Regions from separate parts of the Mus musculus genome. Here region 1 is linked to region 2. The links are chromatin contacts, called in public Hi-C maps. All regions are on one chromosome and are shown on one strand. The core of a region is the stretch at or near the end of the contact, and the rest is flanking DNA. Distances in the headings are between cores, read along the strand shown.

Region 1 (6,345 bases), core at 2,609-5,108, 330 kb after region 2:
GAAATACCAAACCCCTATCCAGGCAATAACTTGGTTTTTCCTATTTGGCTTAATGATGACTTCAGGCTCCACATTAACGAGAGGTGAACTTCAGTCTCTGCACACTCTCTATGTCAGGCAAGTCTCAATAACTGTTAAGTCTCGCTACTATTTAAGTTCAGCTTTGTTAAAAGGCATAGTAAAGGTTTATGTAGTTCAGGATCCTTTGGCCCAAGATCCCAGGTATTTTTAGTTATCTGTCGACACATAGCTCCTATTTGAGGTCCTAAAGCTACTCTGAGACCCACTGAATGCTGGAACATTTTCCCAGTGGACAAGCCCATTTGCAGAACCAGGTGTTTCTATAACTGTACCACTGTGAGAAGCCTTCACAGTGCTCTGAGGCCCCTTAAACTCTCCTTCCACCTGGGTCTTTTTTTTTTTTTTTCCTTTTACTTGGTTGTTTCCAGTGGCCACTTGCGCCTTTCAGGAATCTACTTGTTTATGTAGGTGTCTTTCTTTGTTTCTGAGTTTATTTTGCTACATTTTAAACAGGAAAATTAATAGAAAAAAGGTTTTACAAGCTGGTGTTGGGAGTCACTCGCATTTCGACCAGGTGCACTCCTAATGTGCAGGTGTCAGCCAATGAACAGGTAAGAAAGGCGTGATGTGAGCTGAGCCTCTGGAGGATTAATTGTGCGTGTCTGTAATGAATGCACCCCAAGGGACACTCTCTACATCTGGCATAAATTCAGGCATTCTCTCTCCCAGACTCCCCTCCCTGTTTTTCCAGTTTCCTTATGTGATCTTTAGCATAGAGTAAGCATTGCTTATTTTTGCCTAGCATGAAAATGAATGTATATCATATAACATATAATAATGTATATGATTTCAATTTTTAGGCAACAAACAGTTTTGTTTGACTAAATAGTGAATTATTGTATATTTTTAAGTAGTCTATTCCTACTTAAAAATACCATACTAAGGACACAGTTAAATTTAACCCTTTACTTCACATTAAATATAATATAATCACTTAGTCCAGGTTCCTACCATAGAATAGCATAAGTTGTATTCCTATTACGTAGTTTTGTCATTATAGAGAAACATTGCGGAGAAGATACTCAATCCAAAAATTCAAATTCTACCGAGAATAGCCTTTCATGATTTCTCATTCTAAATAATATACTCTTCTGCTTCATGTGTTTCATATTTCAGAACATCTTAGGTATTTACTTTCCTAAATAATATACTAGGTAATACTTTGGTTATTTTGCTAAGCTATCATCCTACTAATGGTGCTTTTATAAATTTGTGATTGATTATGTTTTTATTCTAAACTCATTTTTAGATTTTCTTAAATGACATTTTTATAACTATGTTAAAACATGTAATTAAGAAACAGGACTAGAAAATACAAAATATTTTGATGAAATGGAATACCATGCCAATTCTATATATCTTTGTGTGGACAAATCACGTTTTAGGAAAATGTTGCAGTTTTTGAGTTTTTGAAGATTCCCACATTTATTGTCACCGAAAGTTTTCCACCCTAAAGAAAAACAATTGAACAGATATATGCAATCATTAAAGAATTTAACACCATCTATTCACCCATCACATAAATAGGTTGACAGCTATTTCACACAACACAAGATCAGACACCCAACTATAAATAGAATTGCTTTCCTATTTCTAAACAGTTTGACTTTCATGTGAATGGATGATTGGATGTTGCTGGAACGCAGAAAATATAAAAGTCAGTATGTGGTCATTACAAAGAAGGAAGCAACTGTCATTTTTCTTTCTTTTGCTTAAACAGCACAATTCCCATTTTCATAGGGATGGCAGCTAGAAGCCCGAGGTCCAGTTGCCTATGAGGTTGGTATCTCTGCAGACCCTTGTCCTGGTTTGTGGATGATCTTCTCGGAGGTGTCTTCTCTGCACATACACACTCCTGGGATTTTCTTATCAGTCACCAGTGCTTAGAGCTCTATTCAACACCAGTTACCTTTTAAAAGGTCTCTAACTACCCATACATGGTAGGAGTTTGGACTCCAATCTATGAATTTAGAAGCTTAGAATTCACAGTGTAAGTTAATTTTAAAAGTCCAAAATTTCTATGGAGAAAATATGAGCTCTGTCAACTTGTGATGATTCACTGGGGTTAATCAATGCTACTCTAAGCATCTCTTTTCTCCCCTACAAAGCACTAACAATATCTAACATATTGTAACACATCACATGCAAGAGGGTATAAGTGAAATAGTTGGCCCTGACTTTAGAGTGCTAAAGCAAACTCCATGGGATTTTGGGAGGCACTTTTTGTTTCATTTTGGGGTGTCTTTTTTTGTTGATTTTTTGTTTGCTTTTCTTTTTGTGTTTTGGGGTGTGTGTGAGAGAGAGAGAGAGAGACAGAGACAGAGATAGAGATAGAGACAGAGACAGAGATGAAGTGAGAAATGGGGTGAGAAGAACCTAGAAGTTGGGGGATCGAATTATATTATATTATATAACCTTTTTAAATAAAAAGGGGAGTGAGAAGAAAATGAGGACTACTTCTAAGGAAATTCACATGAAATAAAGTAAGTTAAATCCTCTAAGATAAAATCAGAGTTTACAGCCTGGCAGCCCAAGAGTCCTAAACAGCCTGAAAGCTGGTTGTCTGTCTGCATGATGTCTAAAAACTGGTACATTAGTATTCAATCTTAAAAAGCCCATGGAAGCCACACAAACATCTGAGTTTCCATTTTTGCCCATTTCTAAGCATAGTACTTCTAGTCTGCTCCTTGGAATGGCAGGGCTGCCACCCAAAGTATAGCTTTTTCCGAGGCACCATAATCCCTGCTTGTTTGTACATAGGTCCCAATCATTTCTTGTCTCAACTGTGCTATGGTTGACAAAAATGTAATAATAATATAGCAACAACTTATCTGTTATTGTACTCCCCGTGTGTGTGTGTGTGTGTGTGTGTGTGTGTGTGTGTGTGTGTGTGAGAGAGAGAGAGAGAGAGAGAGAGAGAGAGAGAGAGAGAGATTCAATACAAACATGTGTGCCTGCGTCCCTGTGAGTATGTAGAAGCCAGATGGAGAACCCTATCACTATCCGTTTCTTTTCTTTACGGTGTAGTCCCACCCACTGAACATGGAACTAGAATGGCGGTCAGCAAGACACAGTGAAACTCCTGTCTCCACCTCCCAGAGCACCGCACTTACAAGCAGGAGCACCTACCACACCGGGGATTTTACATGGATGTCCGCCCAGGATTCTACCTCAGACCCTGCTGCTGGCCTCATCCTCTCTCCAGCTCCCAATTGCTGCTTCTTACCCAATAATTATATTCATCTGTAGGTTGTTGAATAAGAAAGCAATAAAAAAATGTTTCATGGTTTAGTCACAAGAAAAAAATGAACTCATAAAAGCAGTCATAAATTACAAATTTTGACAGACTGAAAATAAAAACATCCGCTCGATAATAATGCGTGTTTATATTTGTTTATATTTGTGGGTATTTTAATTCTCACCATAAAAATAAATTTGTCCCCACAAACATCTGAATAGTCCACACTGGCACATATGAAAAGGCTTTCTGTGTATGAGAGTTTCACATCCCTCTAGTCCTTTCTGCAGTTGTTTTCTTGGTCGAACTATTAACACTGCCTCGCAGACAGTGGTACCACTGAAATGCCCCTTCATTCACTTGGAAATGAAGATGAATGCTCTGGAGAAAAATAAGGCCGACTGTGATGGACTTCACAAAAAAATAATCGGTATGAGGCACGCAACCTGAACATTAGGAACTGAATAGCTGGATTGGAAAGAGCTGAGAACAGAGCTCCCAGCTACCCCACACTGAGTCATAGCTCTGAAACAAGGCCTTGACTCAAAGCTATCAGGCTGGGGCTGCTGTTTTCCTGGCTCATGATAAGCCTGTCTCTTTTTATCCAGAAGTTGGCCTGTGATTTAACATAGCAATGACAGCAATAGTTATCCCCCAAAACATCCTTCACAAGTTGCTTCTACTATAAATCACTTATTCTTTGTGAATGGAGAAGTGACTCATGCAAGAGCAGACTGCCCATTAGTGGTCCATTGTTAATTGGCTCTTTAATTAGTTTAGTGGCATATAATTATTTGAGGTCAAAAATAATTAAATTTTGTACACTCCTTTTTCCCCCTGGTAAATCACTACTGGACCACCCTCCATGATAAAGGATCTCTAAATAACACACAGGATGCTTGCCGTGTAACACAAGGAAGTGTGTAATTTTTCCCTACAAAAGCACCCTTAAAAAAAAAAGTCCTCTTTAAAAAGAACCATTTTGTCATCATTGTGTAAAACTCTCTATTTAAGAATAAAAATTATTGAATACAAAATGTAATAAACTCTATTCGTCTAATTGAGTTGTCTAAGGAAAACATAAAGTACATCAAGTTATAATTCTTAACATAAATCACAAGTTAATTGAAATTGCAAAGACTATACTGAACTATTCTGTAGAAGCCAGACCAAAAAATAATGAAGAATTGTACAACAGTTGCTTTTGTAACACTTTGAGTGAAACCCAGCAACTAAACTAGCCTCAGTATTCCCCCCTCACACAAGTCAAACATGTGATTGCTATTTAAGATGATTCTGCTAAAAATTCATAATGTTCTGATTTAAAATTAGGCCCAGATATTTTACTTTCAATTTTTTTGATTTAACAATTATTTTTAAAATTCTGAAAAATTTTAAATATTTTTGAAATACAACAAAAGAAAATACGATTCTGGAAATGCAATTAAGAAATGCTAGATTAGTGTATCATCAATGCTGGGTAACTGAGCCTTCTTTTAGACTTCAAAAGTGGGTACTAAAGTATTTCAGCTTTGATTTATTGAAGCAGAAGCATGTTCTTTTTAAAAATTATTTTATTTATTTGCATTCCAGTCATTGCCTCTGCTCAGTCCCCCCTCCCACAGCTCCTCATCCCATTCCTCCTCCCCCTTGCCTCTGAGAGGGTGCTCCCCCCACCAGACCTCCCCATATCCTGGGGCCTCAAGTCTCTCAAGGATTAAGTGCATCTTCTCCCACTAAGTCCAGACCAAGCCCTCCTCTGCTATATCTAGGCCAGGGATCTCAGACTGCCCCTGTATGCTCCTGGTTGCTAGCTCAGTCTCTGGTAGCTCCCTGGAGTTTGGATTAATTGAGACTGCTAGTCTTCCTATACAATCACTTTGTCCTCCAGTTTCTTCAATCATTCCCCTAATTCAACCGACTTCAGTCCAATGGTTAGGTGCAAGTATCCGTCCATCTGTCTCAGTAGATTGCTAGTAGGGCCTCTTAGAGGACAGCTATGCCAGGCTCCTGTCGATAAGCACATCATAACATCAGTAATAGTGTCAGGCCTTGGTGCCCACCCCCCATGAGATGGATCCCAAGTTGGGCCATTTCGGACTGCCTCAGTCTCTTCTCCACTTTTATCCCTGCAGTTCTTTTAGACAGGAACAATTCTGGGTCAGATATTTTGACTGCGGATTGGTAACCAGTCCCTCCACTTGAGGCCCTGTCTATATACTGGAGGTGGACTCTTCAAGTTCCCTCTCCCCAATTTTCAGCATTTTGGCTAAGGTCACCCCCCATTGAGTCCTGAGAGTCTCTCACCTCCTGGGTCTCTGGTACTTTCCAGAGGGTCCCCCATCTCTCACCCCTCAAGGCTATTTCCACTCATTCTCCTGGCCTCAGGGCTTCTCTCCTGTCCCCCTCCAAACCTGATCCTGTTCCCTCCCCTTTTCCATCCTCCTCTCCTCTCCCACCCAGGTTCCTCGCTCTCTCTGCCTCTTCTGATCATTTCCTTCTGCCTTCTAAGTAGGACTGAAGCATCCACATTTGGACCTTGGAAGCATATTCTTGAAAGTAGAGAACATGCTCCAATCATGTTGAGTCTGATCTAACTGAAGAAAACAATTCACCCAAGAGTGCATTTTGATTATGTCAAACCTCTTAGAGAAATCTTGACACTCACTTAAAGCTCATCTAAGCTTATGTAGACTTACAGAAATTTAGAATTTAATCAGGAGCAAAAGTCTGGAAAAAAAAACACAAGCAATAACTCGTAAAGGAAGTCTTACATTCAGTAAAAAAAAAAAATACTTGGTGAAATTAGTTACATTCATGCAAATTACATTGCACATAATTAGCATAAATTAATGAGATTTTCAAGTACAGGCACACATGCATACACACACACACACACACACACACAATTATTTACATGTTGAATCTGCCCATCTTCACAGAAGTTGGTAAAATTCAAAACACCTTGCTATTATTCTGAACCATCTGGAATTTAGACTTTGATCAGATATACTAATCCCTGAGCA
Region 2 (6,682 bases), core at 2,900-5,399:
ATTTTAAAAGGAATAATTGTTGCTTGATTATTCCTACAATATCTTTATTGAAGTCGTGTTTGTGTACACTTTAGGTTTGCCTCAAACTTGCCCATGATGTAGCCCATGATGGTTCTGAACTCATGGTCCCCCTGCCTCTGTTTTGAGTGTGTAGGAATTACAGGCATGCAACACCTTGCTTAGCTAACATCCCTCCCACCCCCCGTTTTGTAGAAAGAATTACGGGGATCACTTCCTCCTCTTTGATCATTCAGTAGCACTATTGCATTTTTCTGTTACCATATTTATAAAAAGGAGCCAGATTTTTAATTAATATTTTACATGTACAAACATAGTTGTCACATTTTTTTTAATCAATGCATTTAATCACATGCAGTGACTCAAATCTGACTTTGGTGAATATTGATAACTTCAAAGATCCTAGCCTAAGACCATGCCTTCTCTGGGGAAAAATGATCACATAACCAAATATGTGATGTTTACAATTGCAAGTCAGTCCAAACAAATAAATAACAGCTTGTATGTTGTTCAAGGCTCCTAATCTTGTGGTGTATCTTACAGAAGAGGTGCCAAGAGGCAGTCTGTCCTCATCTATGAAGATTTAAAAGTATTCACACGCATGTGCCTCTTGCTGCTATCACACAGAACTTGTTTCATTATGAAAAGTCAAAATTAAACAGAGTAGCCATGACTGTGATGGGGAACCTCACATGCAGATAAGTCGTTCAGTGTGGACAGTTTGCCAAAGTCAAATTGTGAAGTTGATTCTTAGAGGAGAGGTGGTTATCACCTCGATGAGCCTTTTCAGTCTGCCCCATATTAGATAAAAGAAGGGTGAGATAGTTCAACTCGACTTTTAGGGGAACATTGGAGAATGGCACTTCTGGGCCAACTGCTAACATCCATTTATAAAGAAGGTGACTTTGACCGTCCTACTGTAGACCAGTAAAACACCACGTTACATCACTCCTGAGAGTTGTAATCTGCATTACTGCATTATGCTCTTGACTTGGATAGTAAGTGACTACTAAAGTGTCTGTTGAATCAGACTATCACACCACTGAGCTGTATTTCCAGAAACATTCACTGGGATCTTTTCATGGTGCTGCTAGAACTACTTAAATATGGTTTCTTATATCCGTAAGTTGTTGAGCCTTTACGCTGCTGGGAAGAAAACTGAGTTGTTTTTACAATGGCATACAAACTATTAAATTTCAAAAATTATATTCTAATAATTTATATATTGTTATATCTAAAAAATAACAAAATGCTATTTGGCAGCTATGAACAGTTCCCAGTGAATAAAGTGCATGCTGTATAGACACAGAGCACTGGGATTGATGCTCAGAGCGCATGCTAACAAGTCAATGCTAGGCATCGTGCCTCATGCTTATATTAAGACTCTTTTCAAAAAGAAATAAAAAAGAGGTAGAAGCCACCTGAAGAATGACCACTTACATTGATTTTCGACTCACACACACACATGAATGCACTTACATACAGAATGTGTACACTAAAGTGCGTGCACACAAACACTCACACACACACGAGAGAGAGAGAGAGAGAGAGAGAGAGAGAGAGAGAGAGAGAGAGAGAGAGAGAGAGAATGCACAGTTGCCATAAACTTTTGTCTTTGTTATGTGATTTTAAAAACTATCTGTGCCCAGGGGCACCCCACCCTCTCAGAGAAGAAGGGGAAGAGGGACCCTGCCCTGTGAGGAGGGACGGGGAAGTGGGGCCAGCAATCAGAATTTTAGATGAATAAATATTAAATTAATTAATGGTGCAAAATTATCTTCACATAACTACTGGTTCATAAAGAAATAGTGGGTTGCTTTTAAAGAACTAAGAAATTATTTGATTGAAAAGTGTCATAATTACTTTTTAAAATATTTTTATTAGGTGTTTTCCTCATTTACACTTCCAATACTATCCCAAAAGTCCCCCATACCCTCCCCTCCACTCCCCTACCCACCCACTCCCACTTTTTGGCCCTGGCGTTCCCCTGTACTGGGGCATATAAAGTTTGCAAGTCCAATGGGCCTCTCTTTGCAGTGATGGCCGACTAGGCCATCTTTTGATACATATGCAGCTAGAGTCAAGAGCTCTGGGGTACTGGATAGTTCATAATGTTGTTCCACCTATAGGGTTGCAGATCCCTTTAGTTCCTTGGGTACTTTCTCTAGCTCCCCCATTGGGGGCCCTGTGATCCATCCCATAGCTGACTGTGAGCATCGACTTTCATAATTACTTTTTTCATTCAAAGAATCTGTTCCAGATTATAGGACTGTTTCCATGTTCAGAAATCAGTCCATTATAAAGTTAGACGCTAGGTGGCAATAGAAATCCCCTAACTGTCCATGCTCTTGTCTTTGCCCGGTACCTTCACACTAAAATAGTTTATTTCTGATTGACTTCATTAGTTTCAGGGAGAAATTAGAAGCAGGAAGTGATATTTCCATTGCATGTCTCTCAGTATGATTGCATTTTTCCTTTTAAAGAATTGCCTTTAAATGAAACAAAACATTTCATCTATTTGTCACAAGATTTAGAAAATAACTTTAGTGCACATATATGTACTTGGAATATGTTTATTCCATTATGAACAGATATTGACATGTATGGTCATAAATACTAATAAATGAGTCTTCATTTTATCATACATACAAAGTTGAAATGCATGCTTTGACATAACATCTGAATGTGATACATTAAATTTGTAAGATGTCATCATGCGGTGGTTTGGTTGTGCTTTAGTGCTACACTTCTAATAATGTGAAGACTTTTCTTGAAGAAGTGAATTAGTAGTAAGTTGTTTTCAACAAACATACTTTTCTTAAAATCTAACAACTGAGAAGAAGGGAAATAGTCAAGGAATAAATATAAATTTAATGTAACAGTGCTTGCTAAAAGTATTTACCCAACTTTTGTTGGAATGTGTTCAAATTGTTACAAAAATGACTTTAAGGAGAAAAGGACAATAAATATTACATGTTTGGCTGCCTGTTCTCTTTCAATAATATTAATATTAACTTTGAGTCACACACAAAAGATTGACCACCAATTTGTTTTTGGGGATGAGTTTAAAGAGCTAAATGTGATATATGGGTGTCTATGTGCTTTAAGCTACTAGTTGCAAATATGCTGTAATTCATTAGTTAATTAATATTTCCCCCTACATCACTTGAAGTTAGATGAGTTGGAAGGAGAGTTCCTGGTGAAATGATAACATATTTTTTGGCCAAAAATAACAATAGGTCTTAGAAGTCACTTTCCTAATTATTTACTGCCATTATTTACTGCCAATATTAATTGATCAGCCTTGAGACTAATATTCAAAATATTGTGTTCTTATTTCATCATGGTGAAAACTCATTTCAGATTAAAAAGTCTAAAGACCCACTTAAATGTATAATTCTGTATATTCTGTAATGCTTGATTGAATGTTGAATTTAAAAACGAACCCACAAGCTATTGAGGAAGGACTGTGATTGATAGTGTGATGATTTTGAAGCAAGGTGTTCTTATTCAAGGGACAGACAGAACTAAGGAGTTATGGCCACTGTAGGAAAGTTTCAAATATGTCATCCAAAACAGCTTGCTTGTCTCCCTCTCTCTACTCTCTCTCTAATATATCTCAGAGAAGACTAAGAGGGAGGGAAGGAAGGAAGGAGGGAGGGAGGGGAAAGAGAGAGAGAGAGAGAGAGAGAGAAAGAGAGAGAGAGAGAGAGAGAGAGATGATAAATGAAGCAAGATATTTAAAAATGGATACCCTTAAGGTATGTTGGTTTTAGTTGTGTAATCTGCTTATATGTTTGGCATTTTTCAAATTAAAAATCTAGGAGAAAAAAGTCAATCATCTTATCTCTTGAAATACACTACCGAAAACAAACCTTTGCTACTCTTTCTTACTTGCTTGAAAGAATCTACCACTTTCTCTAGATGTTCTTTCGTTCGATTATTCCCTTAATGTATTTACTTGGTTTCTTAGGAGTGCTGACTTTGGTTTCATGGGTAAGAATTATACTTGTTTCTTGAATGGATTGTAGTCATGCACAAGGAAAGATTCTTCTATTTTACAAACATTGCCAGCCACTTCTACTATGACCCCAGCTAGGCTGAGCCGAACAATCTTCCAGGCTGAGTCATTCACTCTCACGGCAAATCGAAACTATGATTCTTTCTAAGCCAAAGCAGGGTTTCAGGCTCCACGAAGCATGTTGTTTTTTTGAGTTGTCAGCTAAAGCATTTGCTCATAGTGTGCATCTTTGTAAGAACTTCAGCATCAATAAACAATTTAAAGTGAATTTACTTTAGAAACATGGAACATCGATGTCGTGTCTTTTAGGACGTCAAAGAAATAGCAGACACCACTAAGTTTGTCACATCTATCTGAAGCAAACAAATGTCATTTGCTATTTGGTTTGTCACATGAGTCAATAGAAGAAGGCAACACACAGTAAAAGAGAATACTTATGATATGAGTGTCTTGAAAAGGGGGAAATTGTATTTATTTGTTGCATTAGCATAGTGTTGGAGCCTAAGAATAGTTAAGGATGTTTCAGCCTTGGCATACGTTACTAGAAATTCAGTGTCAGTTATCTGCCAAGGTAACTGGAATGGAATCTGGATGGAATCATAAAAATTAAAAAAAATACATTTTAGCCGTTCTTTATTGAGTTTGTAGCATACACTGGAAAGAAATGTTTTTCACTACTCATTTGATCATCATATTTCTACAAGTTTAGTAATTTAAAACATTACATTGCCATATAACCATATTAATGTTTGAAGTCATATAAAAAGTGGCTTCTAAACACATCAACATTTAGAGTTGTTTGACTTAAATAAAACAAGCTTCGGTGAGGTGTGGCACTAAGCTGTCTGTCTCAAATGCTGGTATTTTTACACTTGAATGACTATGTTATTATTTTTTTTATTTTACTTTATAAAAATTAAAGTTCTCTTTCTTTCAAAGCACTATTAAATAATTGGGTTCTGAATAGGGAATCAAGTGTCTACTTAGTTACAGTTTGATATACCAGAGTACAGCATTTTAGGAGCTAAAAGCGTATCTCTGTTTTACGCATCAGGTGTACAGATTCTGATGGCAATAGGACACAAATGGAATATTAAAGACAATGGCATGAAGGATGCAGCAGGATGTGGTTTTACATGCACACTTTCATTCACATTTAACAGCTGATATCGAAAGCTGTCCAGTAAGAAACTTCTAGATTTTAGAAACCACGAGTCAATCCTGAGTCCTAACACTTATTCTTTAAGATGGTTCCGTTATGCATAAGAATGGAAGAGAAAGGGGACACATGTTATGTGCCCTCAGGGCTGGAGGAAGTTTTGGTTTACAGGCAGCTGTTTTCCAAGCAAAGAAGGGAGGTTGTAAAAGACAGTCCTAGAATTCCAAGGGATGAAATGTACTTTTTGATTTTTCTAGAGTCTAGAATCTAGATAGTAAAACTACCTGTTAGAGGAGGTACGGTGGGATTTTTGTCTTATTTTCTTCTCTGCTTTTAGGCAGGCCATAATGTCTGTCTTCAGTCATTTAGCCATGTCTGGCACCCTGATCCTCACCCCTAATATCCCCATGGAGCAATGGCTGCTTTCTGCCCAGTTTGCTGCCACACCACAAGATGCCCCTCTCCTATGGTGCGTGGCAGACTGACAGGGCAGGTGGGAGGGGTTTATTGCTGCTCCTTTATGGGGGCTGCCTCACTTTATTCTGAGAGATATCCTGCCGAACACTCATCAGTTTAGAAGAATCTGAGATCAAGTCTCAGTTCTCGCCTCGGTTTTGCTGAGAGAATTTGCTTTCGGGGTTCAGAAGTTCAGTGGATTGTTGAGAGACAGCTTGTAAATGCTTGGCCATGAAATGCCGTCTGAATTTTTCCTTTTGTAGCTTTGACCTTGGGATCTCCACATAGGCCACATGGTCATTGCCCATTCGTTATATGTTTTTCTGCTTACATAGCAAAAGCAAAATTTCCTACATATCAGGCAGAAATAGAAACAGGAAGACAAAGGGGAATTCCAGGGCCAAAAAGGGGGAGTGGGTGGGCAGGGGAGTGGGGGTGGGTGGATATGGGGGACTTTTGGTATAGCATTGGAAATGTAAATGAGTTAAATACCTAATAAAAAATGGAAAAAAAAAAAAAGAAAAAAAAAAAAAAGAAACAGGAAGACTTTGAAAACCGTTTAGCTTGCTTATTAGAAGTTGGAACTCTTTGTAAACTGTCTATTTTGAAATTCTCGAGGAGATGAAAGGCAGTGATTACAGATACGGGAACGGAATGGGGAAATTGTAGCTTGGGGTACCTTTTGAAGAATGTAGTTCGGAATTAACTACGCCATTTTTAGCGTTCCGTCTTCTCATTTCTTCTCTCCTTTGTTTCCAGGCTCACCCTTCTCGCTAGTCAGCATTTATTGTGCGTTTATTAGTGAATAGTTATGTGATATGCTAGGCATAGACTTTGTAAACCAGTAATCTGATTTTCCCTAATGGTCTGCAGTACCAGAGATTATTTTCACAATGCATTCTTACTATGAACTCTTTCTCGTGGAACAAAACTATTTCTAGACATTCAACCAGTTTGATTAGGACCAAAACAAGTGATGGAGACTTAATAAACCATTATATTGGGAGATACAGGTATTTATTTATTTA

What was found. Hi-C and Micro-C count contacts between places; a contact is called where the count stands out from the background.
Region 1: a Hi-C map of the N1E-115 cell line shows a contact between it and region 2, with 4 times the contacts expected there. The contact joins two enhancer-like sites.

What each region holds. Positions count from the first base shown.
Region 1 is chr8:57,010,168-57,016,512 of GRCm38.p6, forward strand. No RefSeq gene overlaps it. Among named protein-coding and RNA genes, the nearest start is that of Gm33501, 120 kb to the left of the region's middle. Within about 2 kb of position 3,859, at least 15 of the 459 cell types and tissues checked have an H3K27ac peak or open chromatin away from gene starts, as enhancers often do. A contact at or near this core is called in the N1E-115 cell line, where this site is marked.
Region 2 is chr8:56,680,377-56,687,058 of GRCm38.p6, forward strand. No RefSeq gene overlaps it. Among named protein-coding and RNA genes, the nearest start is that of Fbxo8, 130 kb to the left of the region's middle. Within about 2 kb of position 4,150, at least 14 of the 459 cell types and tissues checked have an H3K27ac peak or open chromatin away from gene starts, as enhancers often do. A contact at or near this core is called in the N1E-115 cell line, where this site is marked.